Regions from separate parts of the Mus musculus genome. Here regions 1, 3, 4 and 5 are each linked to region 2. A link is a contact called in public promoter capture Hi-C data. All regions are on one chromosome and are shown on one strand. The core of a region is the stretch at or near the end of the contact, and the rest is flanking DNA. Distances in the headings are between cores, read along the strand shown.

What was found. Promoter capture Hi-C pulls out the DNA fragments that hold promoters and counts their contacts.
Region 1: a contact with region 2 is called in a promoter capture Hi-C map of liver, with 4 times the contacts expected there. The contact joins the promoter of Ankrd40 here to the promoter of Mrpl10 in region 2. A contact is called at or near these places in 2 of 39 promoter capture datasets (liver and pre-B cells).
Region 3: a promoter capture Hi-C map of liver shows a contact between it and region 2, with 3 times the contacts expected there. The contact joins the promoter of Tob1 here to the promoter of Mrpl10 in region 2. A contact is called at or near these places in 2 of 39 promoter capture datasets (liver and pre-B cells).
Region 4: a contact with region 2 is called in a promoter capture Hi-C map of pre-B cells, with 3 times the contacts expected there. The contact joins the promoter of Smarce1 here to the promoter of Mrpl10 in region 2. A contact is called at or near these places in 2 of 39 promoter capture datasets (liver and pre-B cells).
Region 5: a promoter capture Hi-C map of pre-B cells shows a contact between it and region 2, with 2.6 times the contacts expected there. The contact joins the promoter of Eme1 here to the promoter of Mrpl10 in region 2. A contact is called at or near these places in 1 of 39 promoter capture datasets (pre-B cells) and 1 of 484 Hi-C or Micro-C datasets (B cells).

The regions. Positions count from the first base shown.
Region 1 is chr11:94,326,663-94,329,362 of GRCm38.p6, reverse strand. Ankrd40 (ankyrin repeat domain 40) reads right to left here and starts at 1,362. Exons shown (of 5, transcript NM_027799.2): 1 at 976-1,362. The coding sequence starts at 1,109.
Region 2 is chr11:97,040,270-97,042,969 of GRCm38.p6, reverse strand. It overlaps Mrpl10 (mitochondrial ribosomal protein L10), which reads right to left and starts at 1,388. Exons shown (of 5, transcript NM_026154.3): 1 at 1,318-1,388. The coding sequence starts at 1,369. Lrrc46 (leucine rich repeat containing 46) reads left to right here and starts at 1,601. Exons shown (of 8, transcript NM_027026.2): 1 at 1,601-1,887; 2 at 1,998-2,103. The coding sequence starts at 1,866.
Region 3 is chr11:94,210,012-94,212,711 of GRCm38.p6, reverse strand. It overlaps Tob1 (transducer of ErbB-2.1), which reads right to left and starts at 1,258. Exons shown (of 2, transcript NM_009427.2): 1 at 981-1,258.
Region 4 is chr11:99,229,690-99,232,389 of GRCm38.p6, reverse strand. It overlaps Smarce1 (SWI/SNF related, matrix associated, actin dependent regulator of chromatin, subfamily e, member 1), which reads left to right and starts at 1,373. Exons shown (of 11, transcript NM_020618.4): 1 at 1,373-1,988.
Region 5 is chr11:94,652,382-94,655,081 of GRCm38.p6, reverse strand. Eme1 (essential meiotic structure-specific endonuclease 1) reads left to right here and starts at 1,339. Exons shown (of 9, transcript NM_177752.5): 1 at 1,339-1,386. Mrpl27 (mitochondrial ribosomal protein L27) reads right to left here and starts at 1,291. Exons shown (of 4, transcript NM_053161.2): 1 at 1,241-1,291. The coding sequence starts at 1,280.

The sequences.
Region 1 (2,700 bases), core at 113-2,612, 2.7 Mb after region 2:
AAGCATTACCTGAATTAAAAAAAATTAATTGTAAAATGTCAAAAAAGGGTAGAAAGAAATACCACATTCAGTAACTCGAAACTAAAGATTTAGCCGGGCGTGGTGGCTCACGCCTTTAATCCCAGCACTTGGGAGGCAGAGGCAGGCGAATTTCTAAGTTCGAGGCCAGCCTGGTCTACAAAGTGAGTTCCAGGACAGCCAGGGCTATACAGAGAAACCCTGTCTCGAAAACCAAAAAAAAAAAAAAAAGAAAGAAACTAAAGATTTGTTCATATCTTAAAATGAGACAGACTCTGTATTGGGAAGGAGGCAGATCTGCTAGCCGACTTGTAAAGCCTTGGGTAAATTTCTCTAATTGGAAATTGTACTAAGCAAACAAAACACTCTACAGGGCAGACAAATGAGTCTCCCCTCAACAGGCAGCTGTAGGCAACAGCCAATCACTGTGGCATTAAAACAACTGAGGCAGAATTATTATGCAAGTGGCGAGGGTTTTGTAGTTGTTCCTTTTCTCCTGGTCTTGGCTAAAGAAACCGTGCTGGTTTTTTAAGATTGGCATTTGCTTCGTTGCTTATGCTTTCATCTCTGCACGAAGTGTTCTTCAGAAGCGCCCATGGCAAACTAATTCAAGCTTGATGAAATCCAGAGCAGAGTCGCCGAGAATCAAAGCCTCTATGCATCACCATTTGGGCCAAGTTAGAGCCAGGGGGCGCGCGGGGGGGGGGTGGCGTGGGTGGGCTCCAGTGTCCCGGAGGGCGCTGGCCGCGGTCAACCACAGAAGAAGGTATGGTTTGGGGAGGATGCGCTCCTGACTGCACCAGGCAATGGGAGATCGGGGCCAGTCTCGAAAGGGCCACGACCTGAGAGGCCTGGGGCACCAGGCGTCACCTTCGCCTGCGTCCTGGGTCACGGCTGACTGCTCCACGCCCCGAGCTCGCAGCCCTGAACCCTGGGCCTCCCCCGCTCGCCACTTACCAGCCGTTGACCTCATTTTGCGAGTTCACATCCACCCCGCTCTCCACCAGTTTCTGCACCTCCCGAATGTCCCCCAAGGCCGCCGCCTCCCGCAGCCTCTCCTGCTGCTCCTTCTGCTCTAGGAGGGCGCTCATCTTCCCCAGGGCCCCGGGCCCCGGGCCGCCCCGCCCCGAGCCTGTCAGCGCCGCCGCCGCCTCCGCGGCCGGCTCCCGGCCATGGGGAGGGAGCGCCGGGCTCGCCCGCCCCGCTCGCGCCTCCGCCCGCGCCCGGCCCAGGGCCTCGTGCGCCCGCCCGCCCACCGACAGCTCCCTGGCTGCTCGCGGCCCCGCAGGCCCAGGCCTCCTCCCCCACCGCGCCTCCGAAGGCCGGCTCCGGGGGACCCTATTCGGTGTGACAACATTGACCTAGATACTTTTCGTTCCCACCCGCGGCCCCGCCGCCCCGGCCGGCTGTTTATGTAACCACCGCACTGGATTATCTGCTGTGATTCATGGGCTATTTTTAGAGCTCCCACCCGGCAGCTTCCAGCGAGGAGGACAGACACAGGAATAGTTGCGAGGCGGAGGGATCCGACATTGTCGTTTGAGAGCCAGAAAAGCCTTATCCTCAGGAGCAGGCTGTTTAGCAGGCATTAAAAATAATTGGTGGGTTTCCACCCCCACTCCCCCAAGATTAGTTAGCTCTTTTTTTTTTTTTTTTTTTTCCATCTGAGCCAATTTTTACCCAGCAGGACGGGAAATGGGCTGAAAAGGATCCTACTATAATATGCCCATTATTTGCAGAGATAGATGACACTGTTCTTTCTTATTTTTGTCAGTGCTTGGGACCATTCAGCTAGAATATTTATTTCAGCTGTTACTGTTTTTATTTTACCCTTTATCGGTTTTAGACAGAAATTCTTCCAACTTGGCTTTCATGAAGATTAACATTGATTCTAGTTTATAAAATGCAACTCGTTATAGCTTATAAATTATAATTAATTATTCTGAAAGTCATCTAAGGAAAGACGGAGGGCGGGGCGGGGCGGGGGCGGGCGGGCGGGGGGAGCTCTTTGTCATCCTAGTCCTGATTCCAGGCACTGAGGGTAGAGCTATGGTGTGTTCATAAACAGCCGTGTGCAGTACTCCATGCCTAATCTAGTTAATGAGGCTCAGAGCCTTGGTTGGCACTGTTCTACTACCCAATGGGACAAGCAGAAAATATTGTTTTGCTGAGCTCAGGTGCCTTGGAGAGATCCCTGATGTGGCACTGGTGAGAACTTTGCAGATGGGGTGAAAAGATTAAGGAAAACACCCTGGGGAGGCAGAGAGGAGGGCCTGAACAAAGCCAAGATGAAACAGGAAGGGGTACTTTTAGGTATAGCGTCTTTATTTCCATTCTTCGGGGTTGCCCAGGGCACACAGCATGCATTTGTCTTGTTACTGCTTAAGAAAAAGCAACGTCTGTTTATTATGATACAGTAATTCACACAGTACACACTGCACACCAGGAGTGATGAATATCAACTGACTAAACACTTAAATTGACCCCGGTGGCAAATTGGAACGCGGCTTGAGCCTACACTTGGATTTGTTTCCACAGTTTAAAATTTAATTCTCGGATCCAACATAGTGCTCCATCTGAGGCTGATGGGAATGGCATTGAAACTCAGTCTTTAACACAGTCTGAGGGACAAGAAATAGCAGTCTTTTTTTTTTTAAAGGCAATTTAAAAAGATTGTAGCAG
Region 2 (2,700 bases), core at 139-2,638:
CTTCCCGTGCTAATGATGGCTTCATCCCACGGCTCTGAGGCTCCTATGACTTGAAGCAAGTAGGGGGTAAAAACACAACAACCTCACAATTCGCCCAAAGGAGTCTTTCTTCAGGTCAGATGGTGAATACCTGAAATCCGAGTTCAAGATCAGCCTCACTAATGAGACCCTGACTCAAACTGCAAAACTAAGGCCTGCGAGACGACTAATCCAGTGCAATAAATGCACTTCCCACCAACTCTGACAACCTAAACACAACCCTTGGAATCCCCCTATGATGGAGAAAAGAAAAAGAGGCACGCAAGCTGCCTTCTGACCTTTTTGTGCCCAATAGCACAAAATGATGATAATAGGAAAAGCTTGGAAGGTCCCCTCTGCACCCAAGGACATTCTTCAAAGCTCTGAGCCAACGTGACTCTTTCAACCCTAACATAAAGACCAATAGCGTCGTTTTGTAGGGAAAAGATCAGCTAGAAGACTCCAGGTAATATAGAGGATTGCCAGGGTGAGAGGTTTTATGGTTAAGGGCCACAAGAGCTGTTACGAGTGCCTTTGGGATGAGATGGGGCTGGAGAGATGGCTCAGCGGTTAAGAGCACTGACTGCTCTTCCAGAGGTCCCGAGTTCAATTCCCAGCAACCGCATGGTGGCTCACAACCATCTGTAATGAGATTTGATGCCCTCTTCTGATGTGTCTGAAGACAGCAACAGTGTACTCACTTACAGAAAGTAAATACTTCTTTAAAAAATAAAAATAATGCCTTCCTCCCAAGGTGCCTTTGCTTTGAAGCAATGAGTACAATCCTACAGTATGGTGTCAAATTTACCCATTAAATGCCTGATGCCTATTAACAGCAGACACCACAGCTGAGATGGACACAGTGAAGTTTAACAGATCAGACGAGACACGTGCATAAACAAAACTAGACTGAATTGATAAAAGTAAATTTCACCAAAGAACCTGCTCTTTATGGAGAGAGGGTAGTTGAGAGAAGACTTGAATCTGTGTTTGGGCTAAGACCTTAAGAAGGAATACATAAATTTTCTGGAAAGGACTCTCCGGGACCAGGAGTAAGAACTGAGCGAAGGGTTAGAAAAATCCAAAGCGAGGTCCTGTGATTCCCGGCTTGGGGGGAGGGGCTGTGGAAGGGATGTCACCGGCAGGTAATGACCCAGTCAAATCAGAGATCCGGCTAGTGGCAGGGTCTCCTAGAGCTGTCGACGGTCAGAGATTACGGGAAAGGTCAGAAGGAAAGGAGGGTGGCGAGGGCTAGAGAGCGCCATCCTGCGTGCAGGGAGGCCCTGGGCCACTCCTTACCCGCCCGGGGCGGGAGACCTCCACGGAGGATCCCGGCCACCGCCGCAGCCATCGCTACAGGAAGTTCCCATGCGCGCTGCGCGGAGACGGAAGTAGCTAAGGATTGTGGGGCAGCAGTAAAAAAAAAAAAAAAAAAAAAAAAAAAACAAAAACCCGGGCCCGGAAATAGTGGGCGTGGCGCCTGATAGGGCCGCTATGCGCATGCGTGGAGCTGGGCCTCTTTCTCCTCTTCCCCCCCTCCCCCCGTTCCGTCAGACCTGGCGTCCAGTCTCCTAGCAACGACGCGAGACCTCAAGGAACGGTTCTTTCTATTCCTTCTGGTCCTTTCAGTTTAAGGCCAGTAAAGCCACGCTACACACCTCTAACTCCAGATCCTTCGTTCCCATTTACTCCTATTTTCCACCGCACCCCCAATAATTCTCAGAACCCCCTGCCCTTGTCTCCTCAGTCTTCCCTCCAACCTGGGTTCAACCAGCCCAACCGTCTAAGCTTCTCTGCTCGCCTTCGTCCATCTACCTGCCTCAAGCAGCCGCTGTTTATTTTAGATCATGCCAGGAGACGAGCAGGAAGGTGAGTTGACAGAACAGTTGGGCAACAGTGAGGTCGGTCGGGTTTCCAAAAAAAAAAAAAAAAAAAAAAAAAAATGAACCCAAGGCGACAAAAGGCTCATCTTTCCCCAGCTAAGAAAGCTGCCCAGAGAACCGAGGAAGGTGTCCACATTACTGAAGCCCTTATCACCAAGCGGAACCTGACCTTCCCTGGAGATGAAGACCTGTCAGAAAAGATGTGAGTGGACAGGAGAGAAAGGGGTGATAGAAGGCGGGAACAGTGACGTCCAGGTTGCTGAGCTGTACTGACTTTGAAACTTTCTCTCCTTACTTACTCCACTTACTAATCAGTATTACTTTCCGGTTGGTTTTTTTACTTTTTTTTTTGTTTTGTTTTGTTTTGTTTTTTTCGGGACAGGGTTTCTCTGTGTAGCCCTGGCTGTCCTGGAACTCACTCTGTAGACCAGGCTGTCCTGGAAATCAGTAATCCACCTGCCAATGCCTCACAAGTGCTGGGATTAAAGGCGTGCGCCACCACCACCCAGCGGTTTTTACTTCTTGAAGACGATTTTTTTCATACATCCTCAGCTGCCTTGGAGGTCACTACCTCACCTCTTAGCAAACTTCAAAATTCTCCGCCCAGTTCCCAGTCTGGCCTTCCCATACTGCTGTTACACCATTGATTGTTATAAATGATAAATCTAATTACTCCCTGGTAGAAACTTCCTCAACAACCTACTACAGCCAGAGTAAAATCCAAATAGCATTAACCAACCTTATTTACAGCTACATTCTGCAAGTGTGCAATTCCTCATACCATGTTCTTTTTTTCTTT
Region 3 (2,700 bases), core at 9-2,508, 2.8 Mb after region 2:
ATAAACGGGCAGTCCCTGGAGAGGCTGGAGCGAAAAGGTCGACCTTTAAACGTTTGCTGGATCAGCACTGGGTGGGGATAAGAAAAGATCAAGGGCAAAGAGAGGTATTTCCAAGGGAGAGCTATTTGTACAACGAGGTTGATCAAAAAGGGCATTTAAAATAATCAAACTGGTGTGGATCCGTCTGTTCCATTTTCCATATTCTTGGTGACAAAGGGCAAAGAATCTCTCGTGTAGCCCCCAAACTACACTTTCCAAGCCGAAACCCAAGAGCAGGCAGAGAAAGCAGATTCAGCTGGACTGCTTGAAGGTGCAGCCGAGCCCAGACAGGCTGGGTGGAAGGTGGTTTTTAAAGCAACGCCTTAACACAGGACTGTGAAGAATTACATAAACAGCCAGTTGGGTCTCATTAGATTTCTGCTCACAGCGCTGGGAGCCCGAGCGCTACAGCAGCAGCAACAGCCAGAGGAGGTGGAGGTGGAGGAGGAGGAGGAGGAGGAGGAGGAGGAGGAGGAGGAGGAGGAGGAGGAGGAAGAGGAGGAAGACTACTAGACTTGCTCCGGGAGGAGGAGCTCGGCCCGGGGAAAAGGAGAGCAGGCTCTTTAGCTGCCTCAGGGACGCGGCCCGGGCACCGGCAGGTCGCGGCGCGGGCCGCCCAGTCTTCCCCTCCCCCGCCGTAACCTGACCCTGCCGTCCCCCACTCTGCTCCCCGCTCGAGGCTCCTGGGACCTAGCCAGCATCCCGGAGCACCGGTCCGGGCCCGATCCCTGTATCCCGGCGCCCCCTCCCCCTGCCTGGGCGCCGCTGCCCCCACCCCGGGTGCTCCCTCCTCCCGGTTGCCCGTCGGCCGTCAAGCCTCCGGACCAGGTCCCCGGAGCCACTCCATTCCCTTGGGTCCCCGAGGCCGCCCCTCCACACCCGGGCTCGCAGGACGCTGCAGCCACTCCCTCGGCCCCTAGCCGCCGCCCCGCCGTACTTACAAGCTGCTCCGGAGCTGCGGCCGCCGCCGAGCCGCGGCTGGGCGGGGGAGAAGGGGCAGCGGGCGGGGGCGCGGGTGGGTCGGGAGCGGCGAGGCGACGGGGTGCAAGACGTCGCCACCGCCGGACACGCGACGGACGCCTCGGGCGGGTCCGGGAGCTCGCTGCTCTGGCTCAGGGGTGGCGGGGACGGCAAGCTTACACGAGCGCGCTCGCTTCTCTACACAGCCCGGCGGCCCGGCCCTGCGTCCCCGTACAGCGCCCTCTGCGCGCCGGGCCAGAGCTTCGCTCCTTCTGCCGCGGCGCGCGCCCCGCCTCTCGTTTTATAGCCTCCTCCCCGCCCCCAGCCTCCGCGGGGGTGCGCGCCGCTCGCGTCACAGTCCCGCCCTCCCCACCCGGCACCCCCCGGCCGCGCCGACTCCGCCCCTGCCCTGCCCCCCGACGCCATTGGCCAAGTCCCGCCTGCCCACGTCCAGACGGCCGCTGATAGATGGTCACGCCTCCTGAACGCCGCTGTGACCAATGAGCTGAGAGTCCCGAGAGGTTGGGGGAGGGGTTAAGGGAGGCCTTGGAAGGGGATTGGACAAGGGTAGGGATGGGATGGTAGGGATGGGGTGGCAGGGCCCGGGGGCCTGGGGGTGGGGGGTGGGGGGTGGGGGGGGAGGAGGGGGAGCAGGTGGCGACGCGGCGGGGACCGGCCGGGAGGGGCAGCCGAGGCTGGGGGAGGGAGGGCAGAGTACACGGAAAAGGCTGCTTCCGAGCGAGTGCGACTGTGGCCGAGGAAAACCCCACTCCTGGGCGAGCTAGCCTGTGGGTCTCAGCCCATCCCGGGGTAACCGGGACTCGTGCTCCCGATTCATTGAGTATTAATCCCCGCAGGGCCTAGGCCAACTGCCACCCCGAGAGTGACAACTGCAGAACCTGGGGGTGGGGAAGGGAGGCCACGTCGCTGCACCTCCCGCACAGGTGACAGTTTAACTGCCTCTGCAGCTCCCCCTGGCCAAATCTCCCCGGGTCACCTGGCAGCAGCTCGGACATGAGGGTTGCTTGAGACCGTAAGAAAAAAAAATTGTCTTATATCAAACGTCGCAGAGAGCGACACGCTGCCAAACTGCCTGTGTGACTCTGTGTGCGTGCCCACGCGTGCATTTTGAGAACTTTCACCCAGGCCCACAAAATAAACACGAGGCCTCGCTGAGGAACCTGCGAGAGTTTATGAACTGTGCACAGGTGTCCAGGGAATAGGGACGCCAGGGACTCTAGGGGCGCGGATAGGCGCCGTTTCCACAACCTGCAGCCCAGAAATCCGAGTTATCGTCCGGAGTGGAACGGGGCGTTCCTCTTGGCTAAAAATAATTACTCACAGGTAGCAACGATGCCTGATTGGTCGCACTGGACCTTAGCGGCCAGACGATTGGCTGTCTGGTCTCCAGGAGACCGACGTCAAACTCGGACTGGGTAAAGGCGAGAGAAAGTCGAGGGGGAGCCTCGGAGAGAAGGGGGGGGGGGGTTGGGGGGGGGGAGAAAGCGCAGCAGTGAATGAAACGCCCAGGGCCCTGCCTTCCCCTTCCCTGTCCTGGGCATTCGGGCCATGCTTCCTGGAAAAAAACCGGTCCCCGTGCTGCCTTGCCCTTAAACACTGCAGGGCGGGCATTTCTATGCCTGTCTAGAGGTTAAAGCACAACTCACCGTCTGTGTAGCCCATCTGTACCACCCAGGGCAC
Region 4 (2,700 bases), core at 124-2,623, 2.2 Mb before region 2:
CTGCAGGCCGGGTGTGGTGGCGTACGCCTTTAATCCCAGCACTCGGGAGGCAGAGGCAGGCAGATTTCTGAGTTCGAGGACAGCCTGGTCTACAGAATGAGTTCCAGGACAGCCAGGGCTACACAAAGAAACCCTGTCTCGGAAAACCAAAAAAAAAAGAAAAAAGGAAAGGAAAGAAAAGTGCTGCAGGACCTGTTCGGGACCCTGGATTCAATCCCTAGCGCCTCACAGAAGTAAAAAGAACAAGAAAGAATGCCATGCCGCTGTCCACTTAGAACTCAATCAATTCCCCTTTTTTAAGCCAATTTTGTGCCAGCCCTTTCCCACCACAGCATGCAGACACCGCTGAGTTTCAGAGAACTAACTGCCCAGCTGGGAATGGCACCTTGCAGCATGCATGCGCGTGCACACATGCTCCGGAGCACTGTGCCTGTACCCCCTTTTCCACCATTCCATAGTCCTTGCTAAGACCGGGAAGTAACAAGGCTGGAATTACTGGGCAGAGGAAGAAGCCACTGGATCCCTGCTGTAATTGTGTGGATCCTACATTCACCTTCTCTATGCTCTTTGTGTTAAAAAAAAAACATTTTCAGATCATTCCCTTATGCTATGCATTCATCTGAAAACAAAACAAAACAAACCTCTCCTTTAGTCTTTCCTTACAATACCGGTTCATTTCGATAATTTCACCAGAGTATGAAAATATTGGGCGATGGAAGAACTGGACAGTATTATCACTTATCACTTCTAAAGATACCTCACTTCCTGTTGTCACAACCAGGATAAGGGCCAACAGGTAGTCCCAGCATTCAGCCAGTTTCTCTAGATGCTAACATTGACCTTAGATAACCACAGATGCTCTGTTCATTTTTCCTCCACCGTGACGTGACCCACACTAGCCAAGTGTTCTCTACTTTGTATAATCCGCCAAAGTATTCGTTAATTAGTTTAAAAAAAAAATAGCCCTGGAATGGTCCAGAAAGGTGGCTCCACGCACACTCACTGAACAATTACATGTCTAGCCCTTAGAAATCATTGGTAATTATGAAATTGTCCGGTCCAGATGCCTAAAACTTTGTTTTCAAGACTTTCCAAGATAGCAGATGGCCCAATCCCATATAGAGGGTATCAGATACAGGACCGGCTTGGGAAAGTTCCAGGAGGGCATCACAAAGAAACACTGAACTGTTTAAAGACAAGCGAGGCTGAGCTGAACTGGCCCTCCTGGGAAGGGATGTGAATTGTCACAGGTATGCCAGCTGGAAGGAGTGAGCTGACATCTGAGGACCCTAGGCGCAGAAACCCGCCGCCATCACTCGACCTCTAGAAACATCTGGGAAAACTACAAAACTCCCGTGTTGCTTTTCGCTTAGGCGGAGGCAGGGGAGCCCCGCTGGGCGCCAGCAAGGACCTAAACGCAGCGACCCGGGTCCTCCCCGCCTACATTCTCCATCTTCTCCATTCATACGTCCATCAGCGGAGGACTGAAGACCAGAGCGAAGGGAAAAGCCAGAGTGCATGGTGTGTGGGAACTGCGTCCCACCCTCTCCCGGGAGAGGCTCCGGCGAGCCTTTCCCCTCCGGCGCCCGCCTCACGCGGCGGCGCCCACCGCCTCAGTGAAGCCCCGGGCGCGCAGTCTGCGCAGTTCCTGCCGCCGGGCCGCGAACCAGGGCCCGCAACGCGGCCCAGCCTTCTCCGCCCTCCTCGCCGTGACGAATCGGCGCCCGACTGGGACGGGATCCAAATTGGAAGACTTCTGAGGAAACCCAGGAGCCTGACGAAATTTTTTTTAAAAATCCTTGGCGCCCTAAGCCTCGCCGCGTGCTCACTGGAAGGGCTGTTCGTCTGCCGGGAGCCGGCCGCGGCCGGCAGACAATTCCCGGGAGCGTGTGGAAAGTGCGAGCGCGGAAGCTCCGGCGCGAGGGGCGGGGCGAGCGCGGGACAAAGGGAAGCGAAGCCGGAGCTGCGGGCGCCTGCTCGGCCCGCGGGTGAGTGTTTCCCAGTGGGCCCAACCCGGTCGGGGAAGGGTGGCGAGCGGTGGTGTTTCTGCTTGGCGGGACCCCGAGCTCCCGCGGGGTGCTGGGGTTCGGCCTCGGCTGCGAGGCGGGAGCTAGAGCCGGTGCGGCCTCGGTGAGGCCTAGCGGCGGCGGGGCAACCCCGTCCGGAACAGCTCCTCGGAGGCGCCGGTAGTCCCTTTCCGCGGGACTCCCGACGCCGGTGAGCACCAATGCACAACCCCCTGCAGGGGAGTTTCCAGAAAAGCTCGCCCTCCGCCCGCCACAAAACTCCAGGGAAAGGATCTCCGGAAACCCTCTGGGCAAGGCCAGCGGGGATCCTCACCCACCACGAAGGTGGTCGTCCCCCCCCCCCTTTGTTTATTTTTATTTTTTATTTGGTTCAGGCAGCGACTTAAGGATTCCCGGGGTGGCCTGGAGTGAAGTCTGAGACGGTGTGGGTTGGGTTTAAACCCATCTCTGACAATTCCGGGTCTCTGGCCTTAGACACTTAATCGCCCCGAGACTGTTTTCTTCCTTTGTAAAATGGGGACAGTCATACGCATCGGGTAGGGTCGTTGTGACTAGTGAGTAAGACTGTGTTATAAGCCTGACCAGTAAGGTAATTAATTCAATAAATACAGAGTTGCGTCCCAGGCACAATGGTTAGATCCACTCACTACTAGAGTTTATATGCTTAGCCCGG
Region 5 (2,700 bases), core at 90-2,589, 2.4 Mb after region 2:
AACTTAGGAGACATCTTCAATGTCCAGCAATGGAATGGAATCCCCTCCCCCCTCTCCTGTAGCCCATGAAGACCTTGAACTTGCAATCCTCAGGCCTTTACTTCACATATAACCGAGGTTACAGGCATGCACTTCCTGGCTTCACCCACTCACTTACTGGTGATTGGTGTTTTGCTTTTGCCTACATTGTTTCACTCATATGTCTCTGCTCTTGTGAAAAACAAGACTTTACAGATGACTCTCTTCCCTCATTTTACAGAGCAGTAAGACTTGTGGAATCTATATCTTCAGAACAGACAGATGTCATATTCACCCACTACCCTCCAGCTTCTCTACCAACACCACTAATATCTGGGCCAAATGATCTATCCTATAGCAAGTCTTGCAGATGGTTTTCTGTGTAGGTTATTTTATTTTATTTTATTTTATGTTATTTTATTTATTTATAGCTTTTGAGTCTGTGACCCAGGCTGGCCTTGGATCTGATGAAATCTTCCTGCCCCAGGCTCCTAAGTGCAGGGATTATAGGCACTACTATTCCTGGTCCCACTTGGTTTCATTTTCATTTATTTATTTGCACCCAGTCTGCCTCCTCTTAATTGGCTCCTCAAAACTGTAAAACCGAGTCAAGTCATTTTCTTGCCTTCTGTCTACACAGGTTTGGTTGGGTCTGTCTCTTTTAGGTCTAAATTGCTATCCCTTCAAGAGACTTCCTTGGTCCCCTAATCTAAGACTCTTCACAATACTATTCGAGATTACAACTAAGTTACTCACGTGTTTACTGGCTGAACTCACAAGGCGTTAGAAACCATGTTTATGCTGGTACTCTGAGCAGTGTCTCACCAGACCTAAGCGTTGGTCATGGTCATAGACATCTGAAATACCAGCTCTAAGACGGCAAACTACACAGTGGGAACCTACCTCAAAAGCGAGGAAAGGAAAAAAGCTAAGTCTTGAATATCAATTAAATGTTTTGAACTTAGTCTTCTTCAAATCCGGAGGGATCCACATAAACCCAGAGGGGACAGAGCTTCTGGAGTAACTATCCAACGGGCTTTCATTCTGCACTCCCACCCTCCGCAAGCACCGCCCACAACGTGTCACGTGACCGGAGACAGTCGCCCTCCAAAGGTCCGGAGCCCCTCACTTCTTCCCCGTATCTAGGTTCACCATGGGCTCCAGTTTCCATCTCCCAGCCTCCCTGCTGTCTCGCCTCGCAATAGCCACAGTGCTGAGCTACCTGCTGCCCGCGTCCTCAGCGTAAGCGCCGCCGCCGCCATATTTGCTTCACGTTCACTTCCAGGCTGGGAAGTCTGCTTCCGCTACCGGGATAGATCTACTTCCGGGTCTTGCGGACAATTCAAAGAGTGGCGGGAGCAGTAGCAGGTGAGCCCAGATCTCTTGGGGTTTATGGCCGGGACCTCCGGCGACTTCTGCAGTGGACCGTGGGCCCCAGAGACAAGGAGTGTGGCCAGCACGGACGTTTGTCCCACTCCAGGAACCACACGAAGGTCCCTAGGGAGGGACCAGGGTGAGGCTCAGCTAGATTCTGTGCTAGACTGGTTGTAGATGCACAATTTCATTTAATTCCTTACAAACCTAAGTTACTGGTATTATGTTAAATTGAGATCCAGGAAGACTGCAAAGATTATCAGTCACTAATTATTGTTGAAAGAATGATTCTTGCGTGTAACCCAGCAGTTCCAGGCAGACTTAAGTGTACGCACAAGAGAACTGTGAAAACATACTCGTTCAAAATATTTGTACGTGAATGTCTGTAGCAACATTATCCGTAACAGCCAAGAAAGGGGAGCAGGCTAACCGTCCATCAAGCAATAAATGCGTAAACAAAATGTGACATAGCCACACAGTGGAATATTATTCAGCTATAAAAAATGAGGCAGTACTGGTGCATAGTATGGCCACAGAAGGACCCTGAAAGCATGACTGCGAAAGACACCAGTCACCAAAGGCACATACGGTGTGCTTTTATGAAATATACAGAACCTGTAAATCCATAGAGACAATGGATCTTATTTTATTTTTAGATGCTGGGAGAGAGAAAGAACTTGTTTTTTTGTGTGTGGGGGCTTTTTTTTTTTTTCTTAATTTTTAAATAAATAAATAAATGCCAGGTGGTGGTGGCGCATGCCTTTAATCCCAGCACTTGGGAGGCAGAGGCAGGCGGATTTCTGAGTTCTCAGCCAGTCTGGTCTACAAAGTGAGTTCCAGGACAGCCAGGGCTATCTATACAGAGAAACCCTGTCTCAGAAAAAAAAAAAAAAAAAAAATGGTTATAGAAATACCCTTGCTTTTGAGAAGTCTCACTGTATCAAGTAGGCTGGCCTTGAACTCAAAATATCCCCCTCTGTAGCCTCCCAATAGGTGGGATTGCAGTTGTGTGCCAGCATGCCCAGTTTGTAGGATTTCTCTTTGTGATGATGGAGACATTCGGGAGTAAGAGGAGGGTAATGCTGACACAGCACAGACATACGGAGCCCCATCAGTCTGAGTGAATGATTTCTTTATCTGTTAACTGTACTAAGGCTGGGGCCTAACGTTCATGTAGGGCTCTCTATGTGCTAAGCAAGCACTCTACCGCTGCTACTCCAACACCTAAAGGATAGTTTTGAGTACTATACACTATGTGAATTGTAAGGGGAGTTTTTTCCTGTGTGTGGACATGAGCGTACATGGGTG